Regions from separate parts of the Mus musculus genome. Here regions 2 and 3 are each linked to region 1. Evidence: chromatin contacts called from public promoter capture Hi-C data. All regions are on one chromosome and are shown on one strand. The core of a region is the stretch at or near the end of the contact, and the rest is flanking DNA. Distances in the headings are between cores, read along the strand shown.

Region 1 (3,293 bases), core at 244-2,743:
AGTCTATGTGACCCTAAGAATATGCATCTAAAAATTACATAAATGTGTGAGCTTAAGTGCACCAGCAGATGCCAGCTGAAAGAGTCAGATCTGGAACTGAAGTTACAAGCATGCAAGCCACCCTGTGGGAACTGGTCCTCTGCAGGAAAATGTTCTTAACTGCTGAGCCATCTTTCCAGCCGAAGAATATGCCTTTTTATAAGCCATTTTTTCTCTCTTGCTTCATGCCATTCTGATGCGGTGAAATGCACGTGCACGTTCTCTTCAAGTGTGGATTTATCTTCTTTTCCTCCACATAGTAGGCAGAGATAGATCGAGTTTCCCCAATTCATGAAAACGTGGTGCTCACGTTTGCAACCTAGTCAGCAAAGGGCTATGGAGTGCTTCATGGGTACTAAACAACGAGAAATCCAGAGAGTGAGACTCAAGTATGTGTAAAAACGGCAGGAATCAAACAAAATTAAACCAGAGGCTCACCTAAGCACTCGGCAAGGGTGGTCGGAGAAGTTTACTCCTTAAGAAGCATAGCAGAACTCTAGTGAGTAGTCATTACAGATGTAACCGAGGTAGGGCAAAGCGCAGTTTCCTCTACAGCTGGAGTCCTTGCAACTCCAGGGAAGGTCCCAGTCTGCTAACTTAACCAGAGAAACGTCAGTCCCACGCCTTGTGTTTCTCAGTCGCTTCTGCAATGTTCCTGATTCCTTCTTTCTTTCTTTCATCCTTTAGAAAGCACTGAGTTTTAGAGATATACCAAGCAAACGCGCTTGGGGAATAACTACGAGGATCAGATAACAGCCTAGACAGGCAAAGGAAGGATGCTCCGACAACCACACCTGTCGGCAGGTTAATAGCTACCCTATTGGCTAACCGAGGGAAGGGGCGGGGTGTTTGTCTAGCTCCTCCCCTTAGGGCTGGCGGCTCTTTTGATTGGTAGATGACTTGGGTTTACTATCCCCAACCCTCTGGCACCTCTCCGTCTCCCACTAGATAAGCTTCCTTTAACACTCACACGCTATGCTTTTTGTCGTTTTCCTCTACCCACATTCATAGCTAACCAATGAGTTCAGGGTAGAATACACCTCGCAACCAATTACAGCTGCCTTTAAACTTGACGAGTAACTTCCCGCCCCTCACCCTGACTCCTCCCCGCTGCCAATTGATTTAGGGTAAGGGGGCGGACACATCCAATCAGCACGACACAGGCTTCCTGATTGACACCCAGGTCCTCGCGCTGGCGTGTTGTGCTCCGAGGAGGGGAGGAGGAGGAGGAGCTGGGAAGAAATACCCGAGCCAATCCAAGCAAGCTGAGCGGGAGGCCAATCGAACGCCGCGCCTTGCCGAGATCAGCCAATCATAATGAAGAGGTTGGCCTCATTCTCGCTAGGAACCAATGGGGCGCGCCTAACGGCGCAGAGCGACGTACTGCGGGAGCAATGACGGACCTATATTCGGGGCTCGGGGGCGGGCCGGCGCCAGAGAGGAGAAGAGAGGAGGGGAGGCCTCCGCCGCCGCCATCTTGGACCGGGCCCGTTCAGCTTCCGTGGAGCCGTCGGCAGCCGCTGCCGGGCCTTTCCTTGATCCCTGAATCCCCTACTCGGTCGTCTAGAACAATCCCGGGCCCACTTCCTCTATCAACAACCCAACCCTACTTCCGGCTTTCGCGCCCTCTTATCGCGATAGCGCCCGGGCTCGGGGCGCGAGGAAAGAGGAAAAAAAAAAAAAAAAAAGGCGGCGGGCGGGCGCTCGCCTCTCTCTCCCCCCTCCTCGCCTGTCGCGATACGCTCCGCAGCGGCGGCGCCAGCTCCTGCGGTGAGCGTCAGGTTCGACTGGGCCGGACCCCTTTCCCTCTTCCCTCAGCTCCATCGGCCGACTTCTTGCTCCGCGACCCTGCTGCCTGTCGCGACACGGCCTCAGCTCCCGCCGGGCCCAAGCCGCGCGCTCGGGCCCAGCTTCGGCTCGGGCGGGCGGGGACCCTCTCCTCTCTCTGTCCTCCCGCGTCCGGACTCCCGCGTGGCAGAGCGCCGGCCCCGGGTGCGAGGTGCCCGTCCTCCTCCGCGTCTGGCTGGGCTTGGAGCGGTGGGCGCGCTGCGGGCCGCGGAGGGGTCTTTCTGCTCTGGGCGCGGGGCCCACTCCTGCAGTCATGCCTTCCCCGGGAGCTCCATTCGGGAGCGTTGCCTCAGTGCACCCGAAAGCTCCAGCTTGTTGGTGTCTTGATAGGGGGAAGCCTCTTTGGAAGAGATGGATCTTGTGGAGGAAAAAGTCCCCAAGACCCGAGGGTGCAGTTAACGTTGTGAGTTGGAGCCTAAGCCAAAGTTTCCACCTAGTCCTTACAGCTCTAGCAGTGAAGTCTCCTAGAGGTCCCTTTCCACCAATCTTCTTTTTAAGGAAGCATGGGGTTTGTGAGTGTGTGTGTGTGTGTGTGTGTGTGTGTGTGTGTGTTTTGTTTTAACACTCCCTCCCCAAACCTTGGATTCAGGACTGTACCGTATTGCTCACTTCCTGGCTTCACATCTTTTGCATCTTTGAGGTGGGGTATCAGTGGACTCTAGCTTTGGGGATGCAGGCTCCACTACGATGCACGGTCTGCCTCGGTGGGTGAAGCTTCCTAAGTGGTTAGGTATTGCTGTGTGTGGTGAGGACCGCTTAGCTTTTCTTTCTAGATCTGGGTCGGTGGAATGCGAGCTCCCATGCTTTCAGTTGTTGGTGCTCTTCTGTTGGGACAGTTGAAGCACTTCTAAACAGCTGTATCTCGGTTCCGGGACTGTCATCCCTCTTAGGATTAGCTTTCTGTTCTTTTGGCTAGGGGCTTCCTCACCGTCTCCCTTCCCCGGTCATCACCTGGACTGCCATCTCTCTGTATTTCCATTCTCATCTGCCCAGCCTATGTGGATATGTGATCTTTTATAATTGAAATCCACTGGGTGAAAGCGTTTCAGAGGTAGAATGGTCCATCTCACCCAACTGGCACCCTGTAGGACTGCTAGCTCTCCTCACCGGAGTCTTCTGCTGTGTAAGGGGTAGCCTTTCTCCCTGCAGTTGTGTTGTCTTTGTCGGGTAGGTGTTGTCACCTGCCAGGTAAAGTCCCTGCCTTCTTTGCTATTGGCATCATCCCCTTTCTTGCGTTTGAGATGGCCACACCACCTATGTACCCAGTGTGAGGCTAGGATACTCTTGGGTGTGGGTGCCCCTGGCTAGTGTGACTCCTCCTTTGTGGTTTTTCTGTGAAGTTATGGTTTCTTGTTCTGTGTCTGAGACCTGGGTGAGAGACCACTGTGGTCACTTTGCTTGGGACT
Region 2 (3,293 bases), core at 269-2,768, about 15 Mb after region 1:
ATGCATATCCACAACTGGTCTGTCAATTTCCGTCAGCCTCTACATACACTGTCTCCTCAACTGAGGGCTGGGGAGCATTCACACAGTACTCCCAAATTTTAGTTTTTCTTCTCTAGAACCCTCAACTAACTTCTTCAGATGTGTCCCCAGAAGGACAGACTTGTAGTTGGCTCTCTTAAATCCAATGCTCAAACTCCCAATGACCTGAGATACCACCCTGGCTTCTGCCTTCCTACAAAGTCACCAACACCTCCAGCCCCCTCCCTTTCTACTTCTGCACACTCCCAATTCCTTCCCGGTCAGCTCTGCCCCACCTCACACCTCACCAGACCTAGGACAGGCCCCTCCCGGGCACCTCGCCAACTCCAAGACCAGCTACCCCTAGGGATCCAGGAGTCCAATTCCACAACTTGGAAATACAGACCCTAGCCACCTCCCTCAGCCGCTGAAGCTTGACTTGTTCGAGAGCCCCCCCCCCCCACCTTAAGCCGTCTATGTCAGGAGCTCATGGGTCCAGAACCTCGGCCCTTCTCCCCACCATCACAATATGGACTACAGGGTGCAGAAGCACTCGGACAAACGGGAGTTAGACGTGAAGAGGGACTTTCTGTTTGTTGGGGTGAAGGAATTAATGTAAGTCTAGCAATGCCTAGATGGTGTACATTCTGGAGAGCCCCTGCTGAGGGTCGGGGTAAGGATGGCTGACTCCTGCCACACAGATGTGGATCCTCTTGTCTTTTGATCTTCCAAGGCTGACGTCATCTGAGGACTAGTCTACCTAAGCCACCTGTTACATTAGATTCCTCAGAAGGACCCCCGACCACCCTATTTGTGCCCCTACCTTAGCTCCTCAGCTGATCTTTATCCCGGAACCTCAATTCTGACCCCCGACTGCCCGAAGTCCCCCAACCCCCGTCTTCAACCCTGAATTCCGGCACAAACTTTTCCTTACTGCGGACTACCAATGCCTCTTAGTCTCTGTATTTCTCCTCTCTACTACAGAACTCATTTCTCGAGGTCCTCCAGCTCTATCGCTCTACCCTAGAGCTCCGGTTCCCACCTCCAATTTGTTCATTCGACTCAGGGGCTCGACACCTTTCAAGTATAACTTCGAGGTTTCATTGCTAACATTTTCTTCCGTTGGAAGCAAGCCTTCGCATGGATCTGCAGTCTAAATCGTTCTCCCAAACCTTGTCCCCCGACTCCCACACCTAGAATCTGTGTCCTCAGGTCTGTTGCTCCCACCTGGGCCCACACCACAGCGCCTGCTTGCATTTAAGCCCCACACCTGCCCCCCATTTCCCGCTCCGCCATCCCCGAGGACACACCTCGCCCGCCTCCGGGTAGTAGCTCCACTCGGCCAGGTCATGAGCCTCCATCTTCACTGAGCCCAGCATCCCCGGGGCCTGCGCCCCCACACACCCAGGCTGAGGCCCCCCTGGGGGAACCGAGTGCTTCGGTCTCTCTACAGGCACTAGCCCCGAGTTCCGACCTGAGGCACACAGCCCGGGAGTCCCGCTGGCCCAGGCGCCTTGGGAGGCAGCCACTTTTTATAGCCGGGACACCCCCTCCCGGGCCCGCCCCGGGCTCCCCGCCCGCCTCCCCGAGCGCGGCGCCCTCGGATTGGGGCGCCCCCTGCGGGATCTCAAGAAGAGAGACCTCAGGCACTGGGAGCCTCGGTCCTGGCACCTGGAAGCTTGCGATGGATGAAGAGTCGGGGACTACAAGGCGTGGGGTAGAGAGCCACACCCTGCTGATCCCAAAAGCCCTAGAGCAACAGAGCGGGAGCCGGGGAATCTTTCTGCCTCTAAGTGTTTCATCATCTCCAGCTAAAGGAGGGAAACTCTAGAACCCCGCATGTCTTCCACGAAAGAAAGGAGGTTGACAGAGCTCAGGACTCCACAAGTCCCTATACAACACCGTTTAAGTAGCCCGCAGAGATTCCTGAAACCACATTCCCATTGGACAGACAGGAAGACTGAGGCTTTTGACGTCTGCGAATGTTGCAGGCTCCGTACAGAGTCAGGGTCGGCGGTGGAAAGGCTCAGGGCTTCTGCTCAGACCCCATTAAGGCACCAGATCTCCTCTAAGACCCAGAAACTCCACTCACAGCACTCTCCACTCAACGTTAGCCAGCCGTCTAGGGAGAGGGACTCCGGACCGCTGGGAACTCCATTTCCCAGAAGCCTTCGTTCCCATTTCCGTCCGGCGCCTGCGCAGCGCGGACTACATTTCCCAGAAGGCATGGCGCTCGAAGGCCGGAAATGGCGGCCGCTCCGGTGGACGCCCGGGGAGGGCGGGCGGCTGCCGACGCGGCACGCCTTAGGGGCGGGGACCGGCCGCGGTGCCGGACTCCATTTCCCGGCGGCCCTACTAGTGCAGCGCCTGCGCCGTGTCACGGCGGCGGGCGGAAGATGGCGGCGGCGGCAGCGTCTGCGGAGAGGCGCTGCTGAGGGGGCGCGAGGGGGACAGAGGCCGGAGTCGCGGTGAGCGGGTGGCGGCGTGAGGTCCTGGGGTGGGGGGAGGGGGGGCGCTGACAAGGCCGGGGCGCGAGCGATGGGGAGGGCCTCGGCGAGGGCCGGGAGCAGCGGGGTCGCGGGCCCCCGCTTCTTCCCACACTGCTCGGGACCCATCCTTGCCTTCTTTGGCTTCCCGGTCCCCCGGGGCCAAAGTTCCACCGTGGCCGCGCAGACCTCCTGGGCCACCAGCCTGGCCCTGGCTCGTCCCCCGCTCCGCACACTGCTGCACCGGGCCCTTCACTTCCCCAGACTGGCCGTGTGCGAAGCTTCCCACCTCCGGGCCTTTGCACAGGCTGTTCCTCCCCAGTGTCCCCCGCCCTGGAAACGTGCTGTTATCCTTCGGCCTAACTCCCTTTCATCTTCGGGGTTGGGGGGCTCGGCACCCCACGTCACTGCCCCTGCAAAACCTCCGTTTGCCTCCCTCCTTCCTCAAATCCGCCTGCTGAAGGCTCTCCTAGGTCCCCTTGCCTTGCCTTCTCGTCACGTGTGGTCGAACTTGTTATTAGGATTTTATTTGTGTGCTGCGTGAGGAGGTCCCTGACCCTGGGCTCTGTGTAAGAGAGGACAGAGTGTGTCCTGGTGCCTGCCTCCCAGCACAGCTCGCGCCCAACATACACTGGTGTTGCTTAGGCGATGCTCGTTGAATGAATACAGAAAATACAAAAAACAAACAAACAAACAAACAAACAAAAACACTTGGAGATCCACTCTTTAGGATAACGGGAAAGTCATCGTACTTCCTGGTGGGAGGGGCGGTTCAATGCTGAGCACACA
Region 3 (3,293 bases), core at 287-2,786, about 12 Mb after region 1:
GTTAAGGCAGGGACTTCTTTCTACTAATGTACTTAGTACTTCAAGTTAACTGGCCCATGAGCTTCCAGCTCCATCTCTCCAAAGGAGTACTAGGACTACAGATAGGCACCACTTCCTCTGACTTTTTCCATGGATTCCACAGGTTGGGCTTGGGTTGCTGTGAGGCTTGCATAGCAAGCATCCTTATCACCTATGCCATCTATCTGGCCTAGAGTCGGCAGGGTTTTGGCATATCTACGGAGCCTGCTTTGTGTCTGAGGCTATGCATCCCAGGTGCTGGAGTTGATTGAAGTGGCAGATCCAGACCCCCTGAAAGGCCTCATAGCACCTGGCTGGTAAGCCCTCCATCACAGAAACCTCAGTCCAGATCCTGCTCTCCCTCAGCGTCGGGCTCAAACTTTGTAAAGCTCTTTGCATAGTTCTGGTGAGAAGTTTGTGAGGGACTCTCTAAAGGGTGTGATGGCACCAGGAGCAGTGTGAGTGGACAAGGTAGCCATGGGTCCTGCAGACTGTCACTATGAATGTTCACTAAAGCAGGTAGTCTCTTCTGCCATCAGGATGGACAGGTTAACTGATCTTTTCCCTGGTACAAGAATACACTTTACTGTTTTAAAGATAATATTGCTTAAAGAATTTACTTAACTCAGTTGGCCTATATAATAGATTCAAGAGTACCTTAGGGCCAGCAAGATGGCTCAGCAGATACTGGTGCTTGCTACCATGCCTAAGCAGTTCAATTGCTGAGACCCAGAAGGTGAAGGGAACTGACTCCCAGAGTTGTTCTCTGATCACATGCCATGGTACATGTGCCCATACAGAAACATACACATAAGTGTTTTAAAAATATTAAGAATACCTACTTTAGAAGGGCACGCCTGTGTTCTTGGCACGTGGCATACAGAGGTAAGAGGATTGTCACAAGTTTGTTGCCAGCCTGATTTGTAAATTATTGGTTCAGCCAAGGCTATGGAGTAAGATCCTGTCTCTAAAAGTAAAAAGTTTAGATATGTGCCTCCACTTCAGCTTGCTTATGAGTTTAAATAAATTGGCAGATCGAATGTGCTTATCCAAAAGGGTAGTAATTAGGTTTTATAATTGTTTTGTTGTTCAGATAGTTTTTGTTGGAGAATGAGTGTATTTATAGGAGTGCATGTGTGTGTAGAGAGAGACAGAAGTTGGGGGCTGGGAGTGTCTCCTGCAGACCGACGGGCCTGAAAACTACTTATTACTTAAGCTTAGCCTCTAACTTTGTAGAAGGGTTGAAACTGCTGCGACTGCCTCCACTTCCCAAGTGCTGTACTCACAGGAGTGTGTGCCCACCCACAGTTCAGGGTGATACTTATTCTCCTTTACACACTGCTTTCAGAGAGGCCCAGAGACGCCTCCATTCCCCCATCTCAAATCCTGGAAGGCCCTCTCCATAGCTCCGAAATGGGCAAGGACAGAACACTCAGTTGCAGAAGGGCAATTTTGTCTGGGCCGCCCAGTCAAGGAACCAAGCGCCATATTTGTAGAGGGCAGTAACCGCAGCTTCTTGACGTCATCAGTATGCGCTAGTGGAGGTTTCCTGACAGGTTGGGGAGCATCAGGCCATCTGGGACCGATCGCGGAGGGCCAGGATGGGGGAGGCGGCCGTGGCAGAGGGACCTTGTCCACTGCTGGAGGACAGCTTCACGCGCTTCTCGTCGCAAAGCAACGTGTACGGGCTTGCTGGAGGCGCGGACGGGCGAGGGGAGTTGCTGGCCGCCACTCTTAAAGGCAAGGTGCTCGGCTTCCGCTATCAAGACCTCCGACAGAAAATCCGGCCTGTGGCTAAAGAGCTGCAATTCAACTACATTCCCGGTGCGTGGCGCTGTGGTGCCTGGGGCGGGACTAGAGTCTGGTGTTGAGGATTCTAAGATTGTCACTGTGTTGCGAGGTCAGGGTCAAAACTGATAATCATTAGGGTTCGAGACAGTGGTCATCATGGCCTGAAAGTAGTTAGGGTTCAGGATTCCGCAAACATAAGTTATCAACAGCATAGTAGTCGGTGTTCAGAGGTCATGATGATAGCGGTCAGACGCCTGCATCTGCTGTGGTATGAAGTTAGTGTGGTTAGGCTGCAAGAGTGGAGACCTGCCTAATCAGTGAACTTTGAACTCCCCTCATAGTGGATGCTGAGATCGTCTCCATCGACACTTTCAACAAGTCACCCCCAAAACGGGGCCTGGTTGTGGGCATCACTTTTATAAAGGTACCACAGCACCCTCCACCTGTCCACGCCCTCCTCCTTAGTCACTGTGGATCCCACCAAGTCTCTCTCAAGTGCTCTGAATCTACTCCAAATGCCTGTCACCTCCCCTACCTCCCCTGAGAGAAGTTTCCACCCCCAGGACTCAGGAGACAAGGGCAGTCCGTTTCTTAACATTTACTGTGACTATGAGCCTGGCTCAGAGTACAACCTGGACTCTATTGCAGGTGAGTGGGGCTTAGGGGAGAGCGTAGCTGGGGCTGCCAGGGGCTGCTGGGCTTAACTTGTGTCCTTCTGCAGAGAGCTGCCTGAATTTGGAACTCCAGTTCACACCTTTCCAGCTGTGCCACGCAGAGTGAGTGACCCTGGGCACCCATGCTCTCCTACCCTTTCCTTGCACTCAGAGGCTTTTGCCCTATCTGGAAAACAAAAGGCTTTTCCTCTACTAAGGATTGGAAACAGGTAGTGTTAGGGGCCCAAAAGGTGATGGGAAGTATAGCCGGGAAGTGGGGTTTCACTGAGCTTTAGCAGACTGGAATCCACACACCTGCCATCACCAGTCTGGTTCTCGTGGTGCTTTTCAGAGTGAATGCAGCCAAGATGGTTACATTGTCGCCCCTCAGGTAGATCATTCCAGTGGGTTAATTGAGCACTGGGAACTCAACTTCCAAAATTCTAGATCTCTACTTCCCAGGCCTGGAATTGTTCTGTAGCCCGAGAAGCCCTGAGATTCCCAGATTTAAAAGATGCAATTGAATGCTGAGGATACATTCAGGCAGTAGAATACTTGCCTGGCACACAGAGCTCTGGGTCCCATCCAGAGCACACATACCAGTGGTGCATACCTCTAATGTCAACGCTCAGGAGACAGAAGCAGGAGGATAAGAATTTGGCTCAAGGTCATCTTTGGCTGCATGAGTTTAAGGCTAGCCTGGGTTATATGAGAGCTGTCTCCAAAAAAAAAAAAAAAGTTGGGGGGGGGTTCTATCAAACCCAGCAGCTCCTGAGATTCTGTACAGGGACCTGTAAGGAGGTAGAATACAGACCATCTAGAATCTTCACA

The links. Promoter capture Hi-C pulls out the DNA fragments that hold promoters and counts their contacts.
Region 2: a promoter capture Hi-C map of pre-B cells shows a contact between it and region 1. The contact joins the promoter of Foxa3 here to the promoter of Cnot3 in region 1. A contact is called at or near these places in 4 of 39 promoter capture datasets (the HPC-7 cell line, cranial neural crest, frontonasal cranial neural crest and 1 more).
Region 3: a contact with region 1 is called in a promoter capture Hi-C map of second pharyngeal arch cranial neural crest. The contact joins the promoter of Kptn here to the promoter of Cnot3 in region 1. A contact is called at or near these places in 5 of 39 promoter capture datasets (cranial neural crest, frontonasal cranial neural crest, liver and 2 more).

What each region holds. Positions count from the first base shown.
Region 1 is chr7:3,643,776-3,647,068 of GRCm38.p6, forward strand. Cnot3 (CCR4-NOT transcription complex, subunit 3) reads left to right here and starts at 1,494. Exons shown (of 18, transcript NM_146176.3): 1 at 1,494-1,809. Gm15927 (a long non-coding RNA gene) reads right to left here and starts at 570. Exons shown (of 6, transcript XR_003946711.1): 1 at 478-570; 2 at 39-394.
Region 2 is chr7:19,022,021-19,025,313 of GRCm38.p6, forward strand. Foxa3 (forkhead box A3) reads right to left here and starts at 1,519. Exons shown (of 2, transcript NM_008260.2): 1 at 1,329-1,519. The coding sequence starts at 1,397. Sympk (symplekin) reads left to right here and starts at 2,357. Exons shown (of 27, transcript NM_026605.2): 1 at 2,357-2,486.
Region 3 is chr7:16,118,340-16,121,632 of GRCm38.p6, forward strand. Kptn (kaptin) reads left to right here and starts at 1,537. Exons shown (of 12, transcript NM_133727.2): 1 at 1,537-1,842; 2 at 2,151-2,233; 3 at 2,373-2,457; 4 at 2,531-2,585. The coding sequence starts at 1,620.